Linked DNA regions of Pan troglodytes: region 2 is linked to region 1. A link is a contact called in public HiChIP or PLAC-seq data. All regions are on one chromosome and are shown on one strand. Each heading gives the region's core, a stretch centred on a gene start, on an enhancer-like site or on the middle of the called end of the contact. The rest is flanking DNA. Distances are from core to core; before and after follow the strand shown. Region 1 holds the start of CCDC34 (coiled-coil domain containing 34). Region 2 holds the start of LGR4 (leucine rich repeat containing G protein-coupled receptor 4).

Region 1 (7,351 bases), core at 1,885-4,384:
ACAGCTCTACTTATAATCAAGAAAGGCTTGACAAGTGGCCATTTGTGAACAAGATATTTATTACAGCATGGTTTTCCTAATGGATAGTGGTAGAAAAACCAGAATAAAGCTGAATAAACAGCAGGCCCAGAGCACATTATAAAATATTCCAGGAAAACGCTTCTCATTATCTTGTCTGAAGCTAACTTTGAGCTTAATCTCAGTTCTGACCAATACCCTTGAAGGTCAATGCATCCTCTAAACATGGCACTATTTATACCAAAAATACCTTGAGGTAATATCCATTATGTGCAGCTGATGCCTGAGCCTAGCTCAAAGAAGCCTTACCCGATTCATTTTGCCAGTCAGATCAATATGATAGGTGAGGCATGGAGAAAAGGCATAAAATCCCACACAGCTCTAGGTTGCTCTCTGCTTCACACAGAATACTCAAAACCCAGAACAATGAAAAGGCTGACTCAGGTTGCCTGCTCTCTTCATCCTGTCACCCCCAAGCTGTCCAGGGCACCAAAGAGAGGTCAGCAGTTTGACCTCAAAAGCCAGATTGTGGACTCCAGAACTCTTATCCCAAACCTGAACACCAGAACGTGGTTTACTGCACCTTAGTAGTACCTAAGGTTGGTTATTCTGAAAACATACTGATTGCTAGTGAAGTAGGTTGTAGTAAACAGGTCACTTTTTATAACACAAAGTGCTGAAGCACAGAGATTAGCAATGTCAACCTCAGCATGTGGAGACATGGTTAGATAGGATCTGAGCATGCACAGAGGAATGGATGTCATTGTATCAAAGAATGTTAGGACCAATGGAGAGGAAGAATGAGGAAATTTTCTAAAAATCTACCTTTCCTGAAAGGAAGTGCTAAGTTTCTGAAGCATTTGACAATAATCACTGCATGTATCTGTTCTTTAGGAAGAGGGAAATGGACATGCAGTCAGCAAACGTTTATTGAGCACCTAATAAGCATCTGATATTTGCCACACACAATGCTTGACAACTTCAGCATTCACTTTTCAAACCCACGTCCCAGCTACTCCTTTGATTCATAGGGACTGAAATGTGATAAGGAAGGCAGCCTTAGCCCTGTGGTGCTACCAGCTCATTCTGGCTTTGGATAAGTGAGACGTACATACGTTCACCTCCTCCCCTGGCAGGCTCCACTTAGTCAGGGCTTTGGCTCTTGGAAACTAATGCAAGGTTTCAGTAGCTGAGCTATAGTTCCGATGGTCATTTATTCCGCAGGTCACTAACTTGTGTCCAGATTGCTTAGTCCAGTTGATTATGCTCAGAAAGTATTTCCTAAAGCCTTCAAATTTACTTTAAATACCTTTGAGACCAACTCAGTCCTGAAGAATACCTACAAAGGCCCAGATGAAAACAATTTACTGAAATCCTAACTCTACCATTAAATTTTACTATCAGGTTGATCAGAGGAGGCCTGTTTCTTGTTGCTACAACCAGCCTGGATGAGTGGCTTGCTTGGTTACTCTTTCTGATCTCCATTCCCACCAATGTACTTACTTTTACTTCTCATCCGTAACTAATTCACTCCTGTAACCATGTATACGGGTTACTTCATATGGGTTCCATATTCCATTCACTCATGCTGGATATGAACACCCTGTACTGAAGGGGGTATCTTGCTATTTACACATAAAGCATGAGTTCTCTCGCCTGTATTTCTTAGAGCTCCTGTACTGTGCCTTACACAGCTTGACAATCATAAACTTGTAAATGATTTCCGAAGAAAACGTAATGAGTCTATCCCAGAATAGACCTGCATTACTGGGCCTGTCTCAGAAATATTCCTTCAGGGATAGGCCCTTTGCTCCTACTTCTATATACCGAATACTACGCATGCAGTTTAGGAAAGAGAACATGATCTGTCTATCTTCGTAGTAGACCCAGGTCTGCTAATAACTAGGTGCATGCCTTTGAGTCACTTTTTGCATTCTGAGCCATGGTTTTATTATCTGTAAAATAAATGGATTGATTTAGGCTTCAATTCATGAGAGTAGAGACCAGTATCTTGTTTACGGTCCCCAGTACGTAGACTAATATGTGGCACACAATGTTTGCTGAGTGAGTAACAGTAGAAATAAACAAATTAAGACAGTTTTAATAACCCCATTGGTCCTAACATTGATACAATGACATCCATTCCTCTGTGCATGCTCAGATCCTATCTAACCACGTCTCCACATGCTGAGGTTGACATTGCTAATCTCTGTGCTTCAGCACTTTATGTTATAAAAAGTGACCTGTTTACTACAACCTACTTCACTAGCAATCAGTATGTTTTCAGAATAACCAACCACAGGTACTACTAAGGTGCAGTAAACCACGTTCTGGTGTTCAGGTTTGGGATAAGAGTTCTGCAGTGCACAATCTGGCTTTTGAGGATTCATAGAACGCCTGAAATGGTAGCAGTTTTGTGTGTTTGAGACTATGTGCATTTTTCTGGGAAGTGAGACTGCAGCAATCATAATATCTCAGGAAAAAAGGATTAAGAGCCATAGGAAATCTATGGTCATTTGCAAGAATTTGCACAGGGCTCTTTATGTGCAAAAAAAACCCACGGCACCTCAGTCTGCAAGTGCCTGCTCTGCCTTTGGGGCGGAGGGCAGGAGGATGTTAGAAGTGGGTACTTAAGAGAGTCTAAGGAATCTTGAAAAGGGCTGAATCGGCCGGGCGGCCTCGGGTTTACCTGGCGCACCCCTGTAACTCCATTCCTCTCAGGCTTGCCACTTTGGCCTCTGAATCATGGGCATCTTCATCCACGTCTTCCTCATCCTCCCCGTCACCGTCGTCCTCGTCAAACTGGAAGCTCTGGTGGCCAAGGGGAGACAACAGCGACCTGGTGGAATTGCTGCAGCTCAGCGGCAGCGGCGGCGACGGCGAGCGCACCACCTCCAGCCCCTGCCCACGTGCGCCCGTCATAGGGACTGAGAAGGAGCCCGAGGAGGGCCGAGACCTGGGTCTGCAGTCAGCAGAGAAACCGGCGTAGGAAGAGGGAAAAGTAGGCCCCCAGCGCCCCGCCGCCCACATCAGGCCCGCCAAGTTCAAACTGGCGGAGCCGCGGCGGGGACGCGCTTTCCCAGCGGGCCCTGCGCGCGCCAGGCCGGCCAATCCCGGCCGGCACAGACCCCGCGTTGCCATGGCGACGCTTGGAGGCCGGGAGGAGTTTGTCAGGGCCTGCAGAGCTTGGCTTCCTCCGCCCCGGCCTCCCTTAGCCAGCCCTTCCTCCTCAGTGGCAGGAAGGTGCCTGCTGTTTGCAAGCTTGTTTAGTACGGTGTCTCCCCACGCCACTGGCGGGGTCCTGGCTCCCTACCGACAACTTTGAGGGCCTGTCCCTTGTTTGCCGTGGTGTTGCAGTTCATTTTGTACATGAAATATGTTACCTGCCACTGAATCAGGGAAAGACGCAGAAACCAAAACCACCCCCTATATAATTACGAGGTCAGAATTGTGAGCATCGGTCGTGATTTCTTTCAGCACAAGTCGATATATTTTGAGGAGAGGGGAGGGAACTTGATCCAAGTTTACAGGTGTATCCCAGAACGCACTTTTAGGACAGTCATTGCGTGTTTTGGTAGCACTTCGTTTGCCTGGCATCTTAAGGGACCTAATTTGTCTACACATGTGAATTTTTGACCTCTTTGCAGCCTCTAGTGTATTGTAGGGTCTGCGTAAAGCACAAGGGATAGATGATTAAAAGTCTCGCCCTTAAGTTCCTCATCCTGTTGTCGTGAAAAATGATCTCAGTAAATATGCTGATATGCATTTTATGTGGGATCTTAGGGGCACTGTCGGGAATGGTGATAAAGGCAGTAAAGGAGAGGTGGATGCTTTATTCATGCTGACAAAACTGTACATTTGTAAATAAATAGGGCTTTTGTCCAGTTCATAATGTATATTACCGGTAGAAATACCATAAACGAAAATTGACCATGGCTAACACATCACACAAAACTTTTTAGTGACCAGAGTGATACAAAAACTTTGATGAAATCTAGATCTGCAAAATTTAACACAGGAGAATTAGCTATGGTAGAAGTAATAGCAACCAAAGACAATTCAGAAGGCAGAGCTATAATTAGTAAAATATGACATGGTTAAATCTATTTAAATTGAATATTTTCTTTAAAATTTCGGTGAAAACAAAATGAAAGAAAATTGGAGCACTCCAAATGAGTAATAAAGTTGATCAAGGAATAAAACTGACCTAATGGAGTTTTCGTTCTCGACCCTAGTTATTCAATATTGGCATTTAAAAACCTTTTATCAGAACATCTCTAGAATCAGTAACATCGAAAGGCACTGAGCTGCCTTAGGGCCTCATAAAGAGGTAAGCTTGAGAAGCTGTTTTCCAATAGATATAACCAAACATAACTGTAGTGGGAAAAACACTAGTATGAAAGGGACCTGGAATCAGTGGTTTTCTTGGTACTTGATAGGTTTTCCATTCCTAACACTCCTCTGAAAATGGGGGAAAAATTTACCTCACAGGGTCACATTATCTCATTAATTCTCAAGGTTTCTAAGCTCAGAATCAGAAAGATACAATGAAAAGTTGTGTAAACTTCAGAACTTTTTCACTTTAACCTCTACGCATGGGAATCTAAATGTCATATACTTCTTTGTCCCCTTAAAATGTTTTCCTAAACAAAGTATACCCTTTTCTTGATGCGCCAGGGTCATCATTATGACCAACTGTGACATTATGCACTAGCAATACTGGACCCCCCCAAGGGTATGAGGCAGAGTCAGATGGTGCTGGTGCTGGTGTTTGAACATAATTAAGTCCAGCGGTCTCATTTCTTACAGTGCCTTTTCATTACTGGAGCTGAGAAGCCATAATCGAGATGGGTAGAATTATATATAAATGTACAAATGTATAAAAGAGTGTCTCTCCCTTTAAGTTTTAGGGTATTGACTTAGTGACATCTTTTCATACAATTAGTACTTTGGCCATGGTATATTTGAGGTAATTATGTTTTGCTGGCTCTGGAAACTTATATAAGAGTGACTTTTGCGTAAATAATTCCATCACCAGTTAGCCCTGTGGCATATATTATGCAACTTTAAAAATTTATCCCTAGACATTAGTATTTACAGATGAAACAATATAATGTCTTAAATTTGCTTCAAAATAATGCAAGGGGCAGAGGGATTGGAGGGGGTTAGTGAATAGGATGAAGATGAAACAAGGTTCACTACATGCTGCAGATAATTGTCAAAGCAGTGACAGGTATGGGGTGAAGGGTAGGGAGGTGGGATAATTATACTACTCTACTTTTTGTTATGGAAATTTCAAGCATATATGAAATTTAAAACAAACACACACACAAAATTATGTCCCAAATGAAGAGGCATTGGGTTCTGGTTTGGGGTCAAATTTGCTGTGACTCAGGGATTCACTTAAATTTCATTAAGCCTTTTGTTTTCTCATCTGTAAAATGAGGACTTAATGATTGTAAATACTGAAGTATTTCTAAGCATCTGGGCAACTGACTACATTTAATATCATACAGATTTTTTAATCATTTGCTTTTTAGATAAAGATTGAATCAATGGTTTTTCTGAAATTTCATAATCTGTTTTCCATGAGTATAGTTCAGACTTAGGATAAAACCTTATTTCTAAGTTTCAGCAAAATGTTCTTATATGTTTACAAATAAATATCAAAATAGTGTTTTCTAATGGTTACTTCCAACATTTCTTCTAATACTGTCCACTTACAAATATTTAATTTGCTTACTTTAAAACTAAATTCATTAATATACCTAGTTTTAAATTAAGGCAAAATAGATTGCTTTCTAGAAACTTTAATAATTCAAAACACTGAGTACAATATTGTATTTCATACCATATAGCACAAAGATTAACACATTTTATATATCTGTTATTCTAGTTTTTAAATGAATAAAATGAAAAATTTTCAATAACCTGAATTTTGGAAAAAACCTTTTAATTAGGAGTTTCTTACCAAGTTATGATTTAATATTTATCAGATGTGTAAATATACATGATAGCAATTTTTAAAACTTGTAAATAGTTGGCCTTACAAAATTACAACACACTGTAAATAAATCCTTCCCACATTTTATACAAACTACATGATTTTGATATACAAAGATTCTGTTTTTATTACACTGACAATGTACAACAAAGACTATTTACAATGCAAAAAGTATATAAACCACAATTTAACAGTCTGCTACTGGCAGCCACTATAGTTTAGGAGGTAGCTTTAATTAAACGAAATGAACAGAAGCCACATTTCCCAACTTGTGTTCTAAAAATAATTTACATAAGATAAAAATTCATTATATGCACAGTATGTACAGTTTAATTATTAAACTGCAATCTAGCTGGATTTTTTTAGTATATTCAGAATAACTAATATGGCAGTGGGTTTGCTATTGATTTAGCACACTGTTCAAAAAACATATTGAACAATTATAACTTTAAGACTCCACCCAGTAATAGGTCTAAAGCCCACAGATGGGAATCAAGTAAAATTTTTAATTCTTAAAGACACAGGACTAAGCTTTATTCTTTCTTCTTCTATTTTTATTAATAACATTATCTTGTTTAACCAGAGTTCAACCTCTGAGCTATTGAATAGGCTCTTTTATAAAAAATAGTATGGGGAAGATGTATGGAAGTTTCCATTTAATAGCACAGGTTCAAGATAATCCAGCTCACTAAGAAATAAACATAAGTACTTCGTGTCATAATTACTCCCCGTTTTGTCTAATTAAATGCAAGTATTGACCACAGTTTACTTTCTATATAATCCAAACTATTGCTAGGTGACATCCCAGCAAATTGGAAAATATTAGTAGAGCCAATGATATTAGGAAGTATTCATTAATGAGAACATTACATGAAGCCACCAAATCCCTCAGATACTATTAAACCCCCACATTAGTTAGTAGTTTAGCCAAATCGACTAAACCCACACAGCAATTAGCCTTTTACTTTTTTTCTAGTAGTGTAATCACAAAACACTTAAGAAAAAATTACTGATTGGACCAAAGCAATGTATAATGACTGAAAACAAATGTCCAGCTATTTTTTTAACCTAACAGCTGTTAATATTGTTTTAAAAACATCTTCAGTTTTTAGATTTATAAATTGCTTAAACAAAATTTATAGTTCTCTTATGTCAAGGATGGCAAGTGAAAACATAATAAAGTAATGCCTATGTATACTCTCACAGTTCTAGCTGGGACAGTCCCTTTTTTGGCCCTGCAGTAAGTTGTCCTGAGATTAAGGATGAAACATTAGGTAAAATTAGCAAGATATTTTCTTCAGTTATAGAAAATCACATTTTAAAATAGAT
Region 2 (7,351 bases), core at 1,742-4,241, 110 kb after region 1:
CTCTGGGACCTTCTCAAATCTGGACAAAAGGCTAAGTGCTGAGAATGAATCTGAAAATCCCCTGTGGGAATGGTGTCTGAATTCCATGCCACGGTTCTGCTCCTCGGTGTGGCCTTGCATCCTTATTTATTCACTCCAGCATTTTTAAGTGCCTCCTATGTACCGGGCTCTGGGGATCCCAAGTTGAGTAAAATAAAATCACTGCTCTGTCAGTCCCAGGATCTCTAAAGTGAAATGCACCCCCCACCCCTGTCCCCAGGGAAGGTGAAAGCACTACTCCAGGACAAGCCATTGAGCAATGAGAAGAAAATGAAGAACTCTGATTAGTAATTATAGTCTCATCTTTTTAACTTCTACTTTCATGATTGTAATTTTCTGTATAACTACAGAGGTTTTTGGTTCACATGCTCCAGCAATTAAGAATAGGTGAACAAACGCTTAGAGACCACGGAACTAGTCTCCTGATGTGTAACTGTATCTCAGTAAAGCTGCAATGGGAGAGCAGACTGGAAGTACTTGGAAAAAGACCCTAGGTGATCGCAACATGTCCCATATATGATCGACTGGAGTGTGCAAACCTGCAGCACTGGCCTCGCTTCATACATTGCTTTTGAGAATCACTGAATGAGCTAGTTTCCCCATGAGTAAAATGCAAATATGTTGTTCTTGAAAACCCTTTTAGAGAGGGTGGTTATATATATTTTTGAGGGTGAAATGAGTACTAAGGAGAAATAAGGAGTCACCAGAATGTACGATCACTCTACCTCCAGGTCACAAATCTAAGAAAATAAAACACATTTGCACACCACCAAAGCTCAGAAAGTGCTAAGATAATGCTAGTTTAGGCACTCTAATTGAGACTGGTACCAATTATTTTTCTGTTTCCTAAGCCATGACCACTAACTTATTCTAAGGCCCAAAGTTGAAGATACAGCATTTCACCACCTTCAGTGAGTTCTACCAGAAGATGCTTTGGAGAGAGGAGTATGCTCTCATAAAAGTGTGATTATTTCTCTGTGGTTTTAGATACTAATGTAAAACAGCCCGTTTCCTTATAGGACAAGTCTACTCACTAAAATGTGAGGAATCTGCTAAACAAGGTCTTTACAACTGGTCAAAATAGTAAAACTGTGCTTTTCTATTCTATGCAGAGCCTTGCAAGAGGTTCAGGTAAAGGGACCCTTCTTTCTGCATTTCTTTCTGCACGAATTCCCTAAACGTTTCTAGAGAACTTGGGGAAAAATTAGTCCCATTTCCTCTCCACAGGTCTTCTTTCTCTTGATTCAATCAATTCCTGCTCAAACTTTCCCACTTAATGTAACTTTATGAACAAAATGCTCTTCACTGCAAAGTTAACTTTTTTTTTAATGACAAGTTAAACTTCACTATACTGAAAAAAAAAAACAACCTCAAATACATAACTAAAACTAACCTGAGACAGGAAAAATAACAAATGGGGAGGGGAAGGCTGAAGGTAGAAGAATGAAACAGGTTCCAAGACAACAGGCCTCGATGCTCACTAAAAGTCCATCCTGAGAGGGCAAGCGGAACACCTTTGCCACCACCCACCTGGAAATACAGCAATGCTCCTGCCTGCATAAAGAAGATTTCTTCACAGGGTCCTTTAAAACTGTCTATTTCTAAGAGGTCCCTTCCACTACAGGTAAAAGGAAATTCCCTCTACCCTAGGGCCCCTCAGGATCCCTTCCTCTCTCATACGTTTCTTCGACTGCTCCTGATTTAAGCATTCAGCTGGCCACCCAACGCAAGAAGCAATAAGAACACAAAAACCCTACCCTGTTCCTCCTCTATCCGTGGCCTTTGCCACCACCTCCACAACCTAGTTCAGATTCCTCTTCTTTTCTCAAGGGAACGTCTAAAGCTCTCAAGTCCGTTTTAGCAGGGCGATTTTGGAAGTCTGAAACATTTCAGTGTGTCTCTCGATCTCAGGCAGCTCAAAAGAAAAGATCTGCTGGCTGCGTGAAGGTGCATTAGAAACCTGCTGCTACCTTGCAGCCTGGGCTGAGCATATGCTCCGGAACTTGCTTCTCTTCCAACATCCTGCACCTCAGGTCAGCATTCTTTCTTTAAAAGGCCTTGTTGGGTAAGAGCATGTCCACCAACAGAACCCTGTAATTCTCCCTTGTTTTCTCGGACTACCCTGCGTGCTGCAGAAGCCTGGGCGTTAGTGGGGTAGTCCCGAGTGGAACTGGGCCGAGGTAGGTGCCGGGACGCACTACCTGGATGGGGCCAAATTGGAAGGAGATTCGCCCTGACTGAGGTACAGGTGTTTCTTCTCCCCACATGCTGGAACCCAGGAGGCTCCAGGTGCTTCCCCACGAGACATGCCTCGGTATGCAGACTGAGGCCAAGTTCTCGGCGCCCTCAGCCCCGCCAGTGGCGGAACTCCTGCCCGCTGAGCGAGGGCCCTCATGAGAAGGGAAGGTCGCGTGGACAGGCTGCCAGGGGCAAGCGTTTTTAGATTACTTCCTTCTTCTTGGCCCCAGATGCACTTGTGAGTTGGGGGTGTGCGCGGTGGGGTGGGAGGGTGCTTGTGCCCAAAAAGTCTGGGAACGAAAGCTACTGCTGGCTCGAACCCGGACTAGCAAAGTGCGGAAAGCCCGTGGCACAGGAGTGGGTGCCAGGCAGCCCGCACGCAGGTGACCGGCGGACCCCCTCCCCAGGCCCGGGCGGCGGCGGGGCGGGGTGGGGTGGGACTGACCCGTGGCTCCGCCCCGCGGCGCCCCCCGCTGGGCCCCGTCCCCCCCCCCCCGCCCCCCGCCCGCGTCCCCGCCGCCCGCACTCACAGCGCTTGGGTGAAGGCGCTGAGCCCCTCGGGCACGGCCGTCAGCCCCTTCCCGGAGCAGTCCACCCGACGGTCGCCGTCGCAGCTGCAGGGCGCCGCGCAGAGAGGCGGCGCCGCGCCGCTGGGCCCGGCCGAGCCGAGCAGCCCCAGGGCGAGGAAGCAGAGCAGCCCCAGCGGGCCCGGCATTGCTGCGGCCGCCTCCCGCGCCGGCCTCTCCCGCGGCGCTGCTCGCTCCGCTGCCCTCCGATGTCCCCCGCCGCCCCCGGGCAGCCGGCCTGCGGGCTGCAGCGGGGGTCTCTTCCTCGGCGGTCCGCGCGGGCTCGGCCCCTTCAGGAGTCCGCCGCAGCGGCGCAGGGACGCGGCGCTCCGGAGTTTCGCCCTTCCCGCTGCTCCATGGACGCGCAGAGGCAGCCCCGCTCCTCCGGCGGCTCAGGCCAGCCGGGCCGGCCCGGCGCAGCGGCGGGGGCCGCGCTCTGCCATCGCACCGGTCTCCCTGTCCCTGGCCTCTCAATGCAGCGGCTCTTCAAGGTTGCAGAGCGCAGCCTTCAGCCATGCCGGCCACTCGCCCCAGCCCCCGCCGTGGCTCTCGCACAAACACCCAGACTCTGGCTCGCTGTCTCCCAGCCGCGGCTCAATCTCTTCCCGTCCTTTTCCCTTCTAGGGTTGCACGCTCTGGTTCCCAAGCCCCCGGCCGCTGGCTTATGCAAATCACTTAGGTACATGCAAAAGTATCCCTTCTCCCGGAGCGCCATTGGCCCGGGGAGGTCTCGAGCTCATTACTATGCAGAGAGGAGAGCCGCCATTGGCCAAGAGGAGGACCAGAGGGGCGTGTTTCTCGGGCGTGAGTGACAAGGTGGTGGTGGTTGTGGTGGTGGTGGTGGTGGTTCAAGGCAAAATCTTGACTTGGCTGGATTTGTCTGGCAGGTTGTGGATTGAAGGTAGAAGGATAGTAGGACAAGGGGTCTAGTTTTTCCCTCCCCCACCCGTCTTTTTGTTCCTTCCGCAGAAATTGGATCTCCTAAATTGGATGACCTGGTAAGTAGAACTTCCCTCCAGCGTTCAGTTAAGTTTTAAATGACTCTCCGCTGTTCCAAAGGGCGAGGACGTCTGGAGCTCTGCAAACGGAAAAAAGATTTTGAAGAGGAGGAAAAAAGTTTCCCTCGATCTGACACACATCTTTGGGTTTTAGCTATACACTAAGTTAAAAGTGTACCCTCTCCAGTGCCTCACTTCACCTGGGATCTTTACACCTATCTTGATACACATTTGGTAGCTAAGTCTTAGCAATTCATTCTCCCCAGTCCTCTCTCTGTATTTGGTGTTTTTGGTGACTGCAAATTAGACTCCTTTCTCACGCACTTTAAAATCCTGAAACACAGGAATTTTGTAAAAGGTCAGAGAAAGTGATGTTTCTGAACACTGGACAATTTCCAAAACATCTGAGTGGGAGGTGACTACGGCTGAGAAGCCAGCAGCAACGTTGGTGTTAGGTAATTATCAGCATTCCCTCCTCTTCTGGATTTTGAGTCCCTGTGGCCTAATAGACCCCATGGAATCATTACCTGTACCAACTACGGCTTTAAAGGTACTTAGTTTCTTGCTCTCTGCCATGGCGTTGAGTCGTTTTACTCTATAATGGAGACATTTTTAATGAATACATTAAAACAAGCAGGATTCGGCCGGGCGCGGTGGCTCACGCCTGTAATCCCAACACTTTGGGAGGCTGCGGCGGGCGGATCACCTGAGGTTGGGAGTTCTAGACCACCCTGACCAACATGAAGAAACCCCGTCTCTACTAAAAATACAAAATTAGCCGGGTGTGGTGGCAGATGCCTGTAATCCCAGCTACTCGGGAGGCGGAGGCAGGCGAATTGTTTGAGCCCGGGAGGCGGAGGTTGCGGTGAGCTGGAGATCGCGCCATTGCATTCCAGCCTGGGCAACAAGAGCAAAACTCTGTCTCAAAAAAAAAAAAAAAAAAAAAAAAGCAGGATTTAAAAATAATTATCATATAAAGTTGACTAGCCATCGTATGTAAATAAAACTTAGGACAATGGAAACAGGTTGATGCAGACCTATAAGTTTAAAATGAAAAAATTTTATCATCTTTGTATTTGGGAGTTTATCTAAAAGATAATGTCAGGTTGGGCACATAAGTCACATACAGTAAATCTGTCTAGAAGCTAGAGAGTTAATAAATAAACATATGCCTTCATTTCAAGTTTTAGGAATGACATATCTCCTCTCACTGCAGGGCTGAAAGACAACTTAAAGACCCCCAGAAAACTCTGGTTTTATAGATAAGAAATCTGAGGCTCGAGAGAGAGTGTGTTCTGCCCAACATCATCACGGAACAGCTCCTGGGCTCCTGGCTCCTAATCTGGTGCTCTTAGAGCCTTCCCTAAATAGGCTTTCATCGTCTAAATCATTTCCATTATTTTCTAGCAACTTTCATGAACAAATGAAGTAAGGAAGAAATTGTAAAGTTAGTTTCTGTAATCGTTTCTTTAAGATCTCTTCTTTTTTTTTTTTGAAACGGACTCTCACTCACTGTGTCCAGTGGCGTGATCTTGGCTCACTGCAACCTCTACCTCCCAGGTTCAAGTGATTCTCCTGCCTCAGCCTCCCCAGTAGCTGGTATTACAGGTGCCCACCACCGTGTTTAGCTACTTTTTTTTTTTTTTTTTTTTTTTTTAGTAGAGATGGGGTTTCTCATGTTGGCCAGGCTGGCCTCAAACTCCTCACCTCAAGTGATCCACCTGCCTTGGCCTCCCAAAGTGCTGGGATTACAGTCATGAGCCACGGAGTCCGGCTTATATGCAAATCTTGATTAAAAATGCAGAATGATTTAGTAGGCCTAAGTGGGGCCCAGAAACCAGCATTTTGTTGCACAGCAAGTGAAAGTGACACAGGTGATTCATGAACCACACTTGGAGAACTTTATTCTTTGTCTTCAAATAATAAAATCTTATGGCTGAAAACTTAGGTGAAAGGAGAGATTTATATTTTGAAAAAAGGGGAGATGCGGATTTTACTAAAAAATAAATTCCTATTGTCTATTAGATGACAAATGTAAGAAAGGAAGATTCAAATTTGCAGCTTAGCCAAGAAGATAAAAGATCAGGAACAAAAGACTTGGGTAGGGAACAGAAAAGATAAGATATATTGAAGTGTTTGTATTTCTTATTTGGTACATTTTGTATGCTATGCATTAGAGATAAATTGGTCAATTAGTCTCCATCTCAGATAAGATGTCCCAAGAAAGTATAAAGACAAAAAACAAAAAACCAGTGATTAAGGTAATATCTCAGATAACTAGAGAAAAATGATCAGCTCTTAAATAAATCATAAGGACTGGAAAGATACTGAGATAAACCAAATAAAAATTGACGGCAAGCAAAAAATAATAGGGTCTCTGTCTACAGATCGGTTCCTCTTAAAGTTTTCATTGGTTGTGTATAAGTAAATTTGCGGCATCCACAGGCTAGATAAAAAATAGAACTGGTCTGCAACCCCTCTGCATACGTGGCATGGAGCTTATGGGCCATGAAGAAAGTACCCTATCGTAGTGATACTTGCCTTGGTGTCTTTGTGCAGAGCACACAGGACTTGTTGACTGATGGATAAGCTGGACTTCGGTTCTACCACCCCTTTACCCAAGAACTCTTGTAAACATAGAACCTGAACAAGTATATGCAGAGGCCCTACCTGTTGGGTGAACGGTTCAAGGTGCCCTGTTACAACAACAGCTCAGATACAGTGGGGGCTCTGAGTGCTGTAATGATTGACGGGATAAAAGTCCTCAAACATGTAGAATTTCACTTTTTATGAACTATTTCGACTTAGAAAAAGAGTTAACAGCAATCAGCTTAAGAAATATTACAAATGTAGTTGAAGCTCCCTTTGTACCATTCCCCAATCATATTCCTTTTCTTCCTCTCCCTGAGAAGTAAGCAGTTTCCTGAACTTTGTAGTTAATTCCCATGCATATTTTCATGCTTTTCGTATGCATGTATCCCTAAACAATAAACAGCATTGTTTTTCATATATAAATCAACATCATTGCGTACTGTTCTGCAACCTGCTTTTTCACTCGACCTGTGAGTGTAATCGACATTCACGAACTATGAGGCTTGTAACTTCATTTTCATTACTATATAATATTCCACTTAATGAAATGCCCAGTGTGTTAGGGTTCTCCAGAGAACAGAACCAATAGGATATATATAGAAATACAGGAAGAGATTTATTGTGAGGCACTGACTTATACAATTATGGAGACTAAGTGACAATCTTCCATCTACATGCCGAAGGCCCAGGAAAGCTAGTGGATTTGTTTTAGTCCAAACTTGAAGGCCTGAGACCCAGAGGAGTCGATGTTTTGGTCAAAGTCTGAAGGCCTGAGAACCAGGAGCAGTGAAGTCTGAGGGGAAGAGAAGACAGATGTCCCAGCTCAAGCAGAAAGCAAATTTATCTTTTCACTCTTCCACCGTTTTTTGTTTGTTTTTTTAAATGGTGTTTTGTTTTGTTTTGTTTTTGAGATGGAGT

What was found. HiChIP or PLAC-seq counts read pairs in DNA pulled down with a chosen protein or histone mark.
Region 2: an H3K4me3 HiChIP or PLAC-seq map of stem cell-derived excitatory neurons shows a contact between it and region 1, with 2.6 times the contacts expected there. The contact joins the promoter of LGR4 here to the promoter of CCDC34 in region 1. A contact is called at or near these places in 1 of 7 Hi-C or Micro-C datasets (stem cell-derived neural progenitor cells) and 1 of 1 datasets of contacts at active chromatin or transcription factors (stem cell-derived excitatory neurons).

The regions. Positions count from the first base shown.
Region 1 is chr9:31,363,335-31,370,685 of NHGRI_mPanTro3-v2.0_pri, forward strand. It overlaps CCDC34 (coiled-coil domain containing 34), which reads right to left and starts at 3,135. Exons shown (of 8, transcript XM_063783950.1): 1 at 2,708-3,135. The coding sequence starts at 3,048. LGR4 (leucine rich repeat containing G protein-coupled receptor 4) reads right to left here. Exons shown (of 17, transcript XM_016920596.4): 17 at 5,951-7,351.
Region 2 is chr9:31,472,876-31,480,226 of NHGRI_mPanTro3-v2.0_pri, forward strand. LGR4 (leucine rich repeat containing G protein-coupled receptor 4) reads right to left here and starts at 2,992. Exons shown (of 17, transcript XM_016920596.4): 1 at 2,808-2,992. The coding sequence starts at 2,992.